Linked DNA regions of Arabidopsis thaliana: region 1 is linked to region 2. Evidence: chromatin contacts called from public capture Hi-C data. All regions are on one chromosome and are shown on one strand. The core of a region is the stretch at or near the end of the contact, and the rest is flanking DNA. Distances in the headings are between cores, read along the strand shown.

Region 1 (4,267 bases), core at 204-2,703, 36 kb before region 2:
GAGAGCCACCATCCCTAAAGCTTCTTTGCTCCTTTGTTGCTGCTGCTGATGGTTTTGATGATGATGTTGTTGATGATGGTGATGATGTTCCGAGCCCACCATCTATATGAATATGTCGGTGTGTGTTATATGGGTTTCTCCTCTAGTTTTGGCCTTCTAGGTTTTCTTTGCTGCCTTCCTTGCTCAAGCTTCTCATGGACTCTTTTATGTTCTAAATTTCTTTTATTTTCAATGTTTATAATTTTTTTTTCTAATTTAGACTAATTATATGATTACCAAACCAACATTTACTGTTTGTCTACACAATAATATGCTATTTTAGTTCTTATTACTTTTTTGATAAAATCTTACAATCTTGTGGCAAGGATACGAATTTCTTGGGGTTTGGTATAGTTAACAATAAGTAATATATAATTAATTATCAGAGAACCAATTGAACACAAGGTTAAAGTTTTTTGCATGTAAAAGTTTTTTATCTCTTAGGCCAAGAAAGTCAAAGATACTTGAAAATCTTCCTGAAAAAATCATTTTAGTTCGCTTTATATTTGTTTGAATGGAATCCAATTATCAACCATTGATTTTCTATACTTCATATTGCTTTTCTGAAAGAGAAATAATCATATGGTTTCGAGTGGATAAACTGTTGTTGTTATGATTAAAGATACAATTACAATGACATAATTAGTCAGTCGACATTTTTATCCACTAAAAAACACAGTCTTTTAGTTTTAGTATTATATATAACTCTAGTGATACAATTAAAACCATGAAATGTGAAAGTGTTTTTTCTTAAGAAGAAAAAGGCTTTTATTTAGTTGTCGTCAAACTTGGGATTCGGTTTAGGACCAAGATTCATATTACTACGGGTGTGACACGCACGCAAATTAAGGGGGCACGACAAAGAGAATATATAGGAAGAAGAGATTTAGGAGTCACGTGTGCACGTGCCGTGTGTAAGACTCGAGTGGCTTTGTCATCAACCATGACCCAGCGTCTGGTTTTGACCTCGTGGCGCGTATAAACTACGCATAGAAACACAGAGACAAACCAGGAAGAAGAAACAAAATCGTCTGATGAATACACCAAAGGGTGGCGAGTGAGAAGTGTGAGTGACGTAAACTTAAAAAAATAGGACAGGAGTAACAGAGAGTTGGTCTGGATTGCATCAGTCTGAAACCCTGACGAGTCTTAGCTCCGCATTGACCGGCTCTGTTCTTTACTTACAATTTTTCTTTTGCGGGACCCACCGTTTATTAGGAAAAAGAAAAACAATTTGTGGGTAAAGAAAGTCGAATATGAGATCATGTTAATTGCTGCAAAGGCCGAAACAATGGTTGGTTTCTAGTTCTACTTCCTAGTATATGGGCCGTTAAATGAGCTTCAAAGCTTATTGGGCTTTTAGTGCTTTTAACAGTTGGGTTGGGTTGTTCTTCGTAACAAATGGTTTCCATAATGAAACTTGGAAGGAAAAACAACATGAAAAATAAATTCGACTTCATCTCCCAAACAGTTTCTGTCGATCTCTTTGGTGCTCGAGAGAGTGCTTTCTGGCAAAATGACATAGCAAACGAAAGGAAAGAGCAACAGAGAGATCTGTAGTATCCCATTTCGTCTTCTCTGTCGAATTACCAGGTAATTTGGATCGATCCCTTGAACTTTAGAGAATTTGATTATGATTATTTTCGTTTAAGTCTGATTTTGATCGAACGGGAGAAAAACATCAGTGAAGATGTTTCTCTTCAGTGTCCTAGAGTGACGAATATTCTCGGCTACTTGCAAATTTTTATTGGTCAGCTGTCACTTGCTCCAATCCACCTAACTTTTTTGCTGATTTTGTTTGCTTTGAGTATAAGGGATTTAGTTTAAGTTTGGTGCTTTCTTCTGGGTACTTATTTATGAGGGGAGAGTTTAGATGTAATGAAAAGGGGAGGGAGTGGTAAAAAGTATTATAGTTTGTTCTGACTCTGTTGTTATCTTCGTAATATAGTGGTTGGAGCGGGAGAGAAGGTGGTTTTTCCTTGTATGTGGAGATGGACGATGTTGCGGGTTTACAAGAGGCAGCTGGAGCCAGATTTAGCCAGATTGAGTTGATTGGAAGAGGCTCTTTTGGTGATGTCTATAAAGCGTAAGTATTTATCACACTCTTGACTTTTTTTTATTTTCTGTTCGTCCATTATACTCGTATATAATATATCTGATTAGAATTATGCTATTCTGAACATTTGTATAAGAGGTCTATCTTACCTGTATTCTGAACAACTACTGCTGCTGCTTATCAGGTTTGATAAGGACCTCAATAAAGAAGTTGCCATTAAAGTAATCGACCTGGAAGAATCGTGAGTATATTTTTTATTTTAGTATTTTCTCATCATATATGCAATTCTCCTCTTAAGATTTTGAGTTGTATAACGTTTATCGTCTTATAAGTTGAGTAACTACAATTATGATTCTATGAATGTTACTTGTTCACGGTTCTCAAAGGCTAAGGGACAGTAACCTTTCCTTGGCTTTCCACTATACGAATAGGATTTTTGGTTGAGAATACCATCAGGCTCAGTAATTTTCTAACTAACCTTTTTACTTGATATCTGGCAGAGAAGATGAGATCGAAGATATTCAGAAGGTATTTCTTATTGACGTTTATTTCTGTGCTTTATATTTTTGTGTGGCGATTGTCATGCTCAGTTTTTGTTGTTGACCCCAGGAAATTTCAGTATTGTCACAATGTCGTTGCCCATATATCACCGAATACTATGGTTCTTACCTTCATCAGACCAAGTTGTGGATCATCATGGAATATATGGCCGGTGGCTCTGTTGCTGATCTTGTATGTTAACTCACTACTTTGTAGCTCAGAACTCTTGGAATTTGGAAGTATAACTTTGTGTGTGATCATGCACGCATGGTGGAGATCTTGTCCTGCACTTATATTCTCTTTGATGCAACTTATAATCCTTAAACTGATATATCTTTTGCAGCTTCAATCTAATAATCCGTTGGATGAAACATCAATCGCTTGTATCACACGCGATTTGCTTCATGCTGTTGAATATCTGCATAATGAGGGAAAGATCCACAGAGACATTAAAGGTTTGTGTGCATTGATAGAAGTATTGTTTTTTATTTGTTGAAATGTGTTTTAACTGCTTGGTACAGAAAATCACTTTCTTCCTCTTTTGCAGCTGCGAATATTTTGTTGAGCGAGAATGGCGATGTTAAGGTTTATTTTTTTAACTTTAACTTTTATTGTGACAGTTAAATCATCAATATTTTCTATATCGAGTATTAGTTGGACAAGCTTCATCCTCAACATCATTTTCACTCTGTATCAGGTGGCGGACTTTGGTGTGTCTGCTCAGCTAACGCGGACAATATCAAGAAGGAAGGTGCTTACTCTATTATGCCAATGATCACTGTTGATTCTAATTCTTGTTATTGGTTCATTTTCTTCTGTGAATATATCTTTTACATCCCCGTAATATATGCTTAGGGCTGGTAATGAAATTTCTGGCCTCTTTGTTTAGATTTTGCTTCTTGCATTGTGAGGTCTATTGATTTTTTAATTGGTTAAATTTTCTAGGGACTAGGATACTCCTGAATAGTCCAACGCACTAGTACTTATTTTTTTTTTCCAATTATTATTCAACCTATCTGCAGCTTCAGTTCCAGTTTCTTATCTACAGCCTTATATAGTAGAATCATGTCTATGTTTCAGCTATGGGATAATTTATATGCTATGTTGAAAAGATAATCTTATCAATTTGAACAACATCTCATCTTTACTTCTCTGCTGATGGTTTGCAATTTTCACTCATTCATCTGGGTTGCGTGCGCTGATATGTTAAAGAATGACAGACTTTTGTAGGAACCCCATTTTGGATGGCACCAGAAGTTATTCAGAACTCAGAAGGGTATAATGAGAAGGTATCTCGCCTATATACTGAGCTTCACTTCTCCTAGCTTGACATGTGTGTTTGTAGAGGCTATACTTGTTTCCTTAGCATATCTAATATTTTTTGCCTTCTTTTTCTGTTGCTGGGATTGTTGTCATTTAGGCAGATATTTGGTCGCTCGGAATAACAGTTATTGAGATGGCAAAAGGAGAACCTCCCCTAGCTGACCTTCATCCCATGAGAGTGCTTTTTATCATTCCTCGAGAAACTCCACCACAGGTTTCACATATTTTCATTTTAAACATGATAAAAGTTATACTGGTCACTGTGCTTTGCCTCAGCAGAATTTTACCTTTTCTGGGCAGTTAGATGAG
Region 2 (4,333 bases), core at 852-3,351:
CACTGGTTATGGGAAGCACGGGCTTGGCAAAAAATCTGTTAGAATTTTTTACGAAATGTTGAGACATAACATTGAGCCTGATGAGGTATGCTATTTAGCTGTACTCTCAGCTTGTAGCCATTCTGGTATGATCAAAGAAGGTGAAGAACTTTTTTCGAAGTTACTAGAGACACATGGAATCAAACCTAGGGTAGAACACTATGCATGTGTAGTTGATCTATTAGGAAGAGCTGGTCGTTTGAAGGAAGCTAAACATCTGATTGATACAATGCCGATAAAACCAAATGTCGGAATATGGCAAACACTTCTTAGCCTCTGTCGAGTACATGGGGACATCGAATTAGGGAAAGAAGTGGGTAAGATTCTTTTAAGGATCGATGCAAAGAATCCTGCAAATTACGTGATGATGTCCAACCTTTATGGGCAAGCCGGTTATTGGAACGAACAAGGGAACGCACGAGAGCTTGGGAATATAAAAGGGTTGAAGAAAGAAGCTGGTATGAGCTGGGTCGAGATTGAGAGAGAGGTACATTTTTTCCGTAGTGGAGAGGATTCACATCCTCTGACACCTGTGATCCAAGAAACTTTGAAAGAAGCTGAAAGAAGACTGAGAGAAGAATTGGGATATGTTTACGGCCTGAAACATGAGCTGCATGATATAGACGATGAGTCAAAGGAGGAGAACCTTAGAGCTCACAGCGAAAAGCTAGCGATTGGTCTGGCATTGGCAACAGGCGGGTTAAACCAGAAAGGAAAGACAATAAGAGTGTTCAAGAACTTGAGAGTATGCGTAGATTGTCATGAGTTCATCAAGGGGTTGTCTAAAATCACGAAGATAGCGTACGTTGTGAGAGATGCTGTTCGGTTTCACAGTTTTGAAGATGGTTGTTGTTCCTGTGGAGATTACTGGTGATCATCAAGCTTGATTACTTCGTCCCCGTACCGGTGCTTCCTAGACTGTGACCCTCCCATGTGTTAGGGAAGAACAGCTCGTGGTGCTATATCAGCAGGGTGAGGATTCAATTGATATATTGGAGATTTAGGTTTCGACCAAGATTGAGCCCAATGCTGTGTCCTGGAGCAAGTTTTTGAAAGTGGATATGAGACCACTACTCACTGGTTTTGTTGCTGTTCGATTTGACCACAACTCTATCCTCTGGGAGCTTCTTCTTTGATGAGCAAGAGAAAGTTGCTGTGGTTTTAGATGTAGACGAACATCTACACACCGAGACCGCTCGGTACCGCACAACTTTTATCATTGGAGATGACGGCTACTTTAAATCTGTGAGCCTCGGAGAAGCTCTGAATGTCTATGTGGGGGAAACTGGGAATTTCGGATATACTCTGCGAATATATTGTCCCCCACTTGTGTGCTCTTCCTGTTATCTCCTGCAAATCAACCAACCACGCAAAAGGAAAGAAAGAGATGATTTCGATTTGCTTCTTGCTAATCTAACTGCTTGTCAGTAGTCACTCATGATCTTCGTTACGGTTCTATCTATAATAGCTAATAACTTAGGATGTCGTCTATTTCATGTTTCTTGGTCAATTGTGTTTCTTGCGTTGTCTGACTGCTAGCGATTGTTCAATTTGCTGTTGATTTCGGCTTTTTTCAAGTTTCTAAGCCCGTTCTTAACTTATCTTAAGATTTCTCATGATGATGCAAGTTTTATAAGCACAGCTAGAAGGAGCAAAGTCCAATCTAAAAAACGTGAGTTTCAGTTCAGAACAAGATAAAACCATATATATATATATACTCAAATTAAGCTTAGAATACACAGAGATTTTGAGTATTAGAAGATTAGTCTAGGGAAGAAGACAATGTGATGTGGTGATGAGAAGGATTTGCAGATCTACTGGCCTGTGTTCTAAGTTGATTAGACTAGAGGTCTAGAGGTCACCCATTTTCTTCCGTCTCTTGTGAGATTATTTATAAATGAAATTGGTTGGCGGCAACTTTTTGTAGGAAAATATGAGAAATAGCAAAACAAAAAAAAACAGGCCCAGGACTAAGCCCAATTTCAGCCTTAAGATATGCATGTGTTGACATTCATTATTAAGTCAAACATAATTCGAATCTTATTGGTTCACTCACTCACACACACACTCGCTTCAAAGAAAAATCATTAAACAAAATTAATTCTTAAATATTCAATTTTTCATTGGGCATTAGATTTTTTTTTCCCTCATTTTCTAGTATTTATTGGACTTGCGCAACCGTGGAGCCCTAAGACTCCGAGGTAAATTGCGGAGGAGTAATCATCGGAGAGACGAACTCTCGGAGTAAAAAGCTTCCGATTGTATCACTACCATCCCAATTTTGAAATTCGCAAGTTAATTAGTGGAAAGTAGGATCTAGGGTTTGGGTTCATTCGAAATAATTTCTGCAAATTTGGGCTGATCATGGAACGAAGGTTAGTCGCTCCAATGCTTATTCTTAAGCATATCCGTCGCGAGACTGCTTCATTAGCTTAATTTGGAAGGCGTTAGGTTCGTTGAGCGGTTAATTTTATTTATGTTCATTTGGATCAGTCTCGAGAAGAATAGTTGTATGCGTAGTATCTCTATACCTGTTGATTCGTCATGAAATCATCGCATGAGGTTACAAAGAATCATTCGGGTTCTCCTTCTGGGAAGAAAAGTAAGAAGCTTGCTGCAATATGTGAGGAGGAATACAAGAAAAATCATGGAGAGTCCCAGGACAGAGATGGTGGGTCTGGGTTAGCTTGTGCTGACTCTGAACTTCGGCGGAGCTCTAGGGTCAGGAAGATTCCGTCCATCCTGGATGCTTCTCCTCCGCCACCAAAGAAAAGGCAGCGTTTTAATAAGAGTTCCAGTAGTATAGAGAAAGGGAAGAGAAATGAGGATGGAGATTCGGATGCCCCGGATGGTTGGAAATCCAGGTTGAGGTCAAGGAGGAAGAAGAACGTTGGTTTCCAAGCGAGTGGGAGACAGAGACGTGTGGTAAAGGGGAAAAGGAAGCTCGTTTTCAGAAACCGTGCCTGTGAGTTGAGTGAAAAAGCAGAGGCAAGTGACAGGGAAGAGGAAAAAGGAGCCCTTAAAGGTGGGAAGCTGAATAAAGCAAAAAAGCCAGTGGATGTTAAGGAATCAGAAAGTTCGGAAGATGGGGGAAAAGAGTCTGATACCAGTAATTCGGAAGATGTGCAAAAGGAGTCTGATACCAGTAATTCGGAAGATGAGAGTGCTAGCGAGTCAGAGGAATCAATGCAGGCTGACAGTGCAGCTAGAGAGAAATACCAGGAGAAGAAGGCTACCAAAAGATCCGTTTTTTTAGAGAGTGAGAATGAAGCTGAAGTTGATAGAACGGAGACTGAGAGCGAGGATGGAACAGACAGCACTGACAATGAGATTGATGATAGTGATGAAGAGGGGGAAAGTGAGACACAATGTAGTGCAGAGAAGACAGGAAGTGAGACTGAAGCTAATGTGGAGGAAATGAGAGCTGATACTAATGTTACAATGGAAGCAGTACAAAATGAAAGTCGGAATCAAATGGAAGAATTGGAAAATGAGATTGAGATGGGAGTTGAAGATGAGAAGAAGGAGATGAGTGTGATTGTTTCGGAAAGTGGAAATGGCACTGGTATACGAGAAGATGAGAATAAGGAGATGGATGTAATTGTTTCGGAAAGTGGAAATGGCACTGGTATACTAGAAGGTGAGAATAAGAAGATGGAAGTAATGGTTTCGGGGAGTGGAAATGGCACTGGTATACGAGAAGATGATAGTGATTTTGCTGCTAAAGTTAAGAACAGAGAAGGAGATACTTTACATCCTGAACTACTTGGCGAAGCTAGCACCGAGATTAATGAGAGTTTGAAGCAGAATGATGATATCGGAGAGCAAGGTGTTTCTAGAACACCATCTAATAATAAGACCAAGGAACATAATGAGTTTCTTGATAGAGGGGGTGAAAGTGTGGAAATGCCTGACGAGTTACCTATTCAGAATGAAACGTGCAAGAAGGCAGTTGACTCAGTTTCCACTTCATCAGATAGACTAGGTAAACCTCTCTTCAAACAAACCAGACGCTGTGGTTTATGTGGAGTGGGTACTGATGGCAAACTTCCGAAGAAGTTGATGCAAGATAATGGTGACAGTGACGTAGAGGCACCTAGCGGGTCTTCATCTTCAGAGGAGCAAAAGTATGACATATTGGATGGTTTTGGGGATGATCCTGGATGGCTTGGCCGTCTCTTGGGCCCTATAAACGATCGTTATGGAATTTCTGGAACTTGGGTTCATCAGAACTGTGCCGTATGGAGTCCCGAGGTATTGTGTGGTTCTGATTATATGACACAACACGTCTTTT

What was found. Capture Hi-C pulls out chosen DNA fragments and counts their contacts.
Region 1: a capture Hi-C map of seedling shows a contact between it and region 2, with 1.9 times the contacts expected there. The contact joins the promoter of AT3G15220 here to the promoter of AT3G15120 in region 2. A contact is called at or near these places in 12 of 26 Hi-C or Micro-C datasets (callus, cotyledon, leaf and 5 more) and 1 of 3 other capture datasets (seedling).

The regions. Positions count from the first base shown.
Region 1 is chr3:5,129,516-5,133,782 of TAIR10.1, reverse strand. It overlaps AT3G15220 (Protein kinase superfamily protein), which reads left to right and starts at 1,453. Exons shown (of 21, transcript NM_112385.4): 1 at 1,453-1,632; 2 at 1,988-2,125; 3 at 2,280-2,336; 4 at 2,596-2,623; 5 at 2,705-2,827; 6 at 2,979-3,090; 7 at 3,183-3,220; 8 at 3,333-3,386; 9 at 3,856-3,924; 10 at 4,056-4,172; 11 at 4,259-4,267. The coding sequence starts at 2,031. It overlaps AT3G15240 (Serine/threonine-protein kinase WNK (With No Lysine)-like protein), which reads right to left and starts at 339. Exons shown (of 7, transcript NM_001084689.2): 1 at 1-339. The coding sequence starts at 102. AT3G03055 (a long non-coding RNA gene) reads right to left here and starts at 1,336. Exons shown (of 1, transcript NR_140965.1): 1 at 814-1,336. It also overlaps AT3G03065.
Region 2 is chr3:5,093,733-5,098,065 of TAIR10.1, reverse strand. AT3G15120 (P-loop containing nucleoside triphosphate hydrolases superfamily protein) reads left to right here and starts at 2,101. Exons shown (of 6, transcript NM_001338149.1): 1 at 2,101-4,293. The coding sequence starts at 2,584. AT3G15130 (Tetratricopeptide repeat (TPR)-like superfamily protein) reads left to right here. Exons shown (of 1, transcript NM_112376.2): 1 at 1-1,664. The coding sequence ends at 913.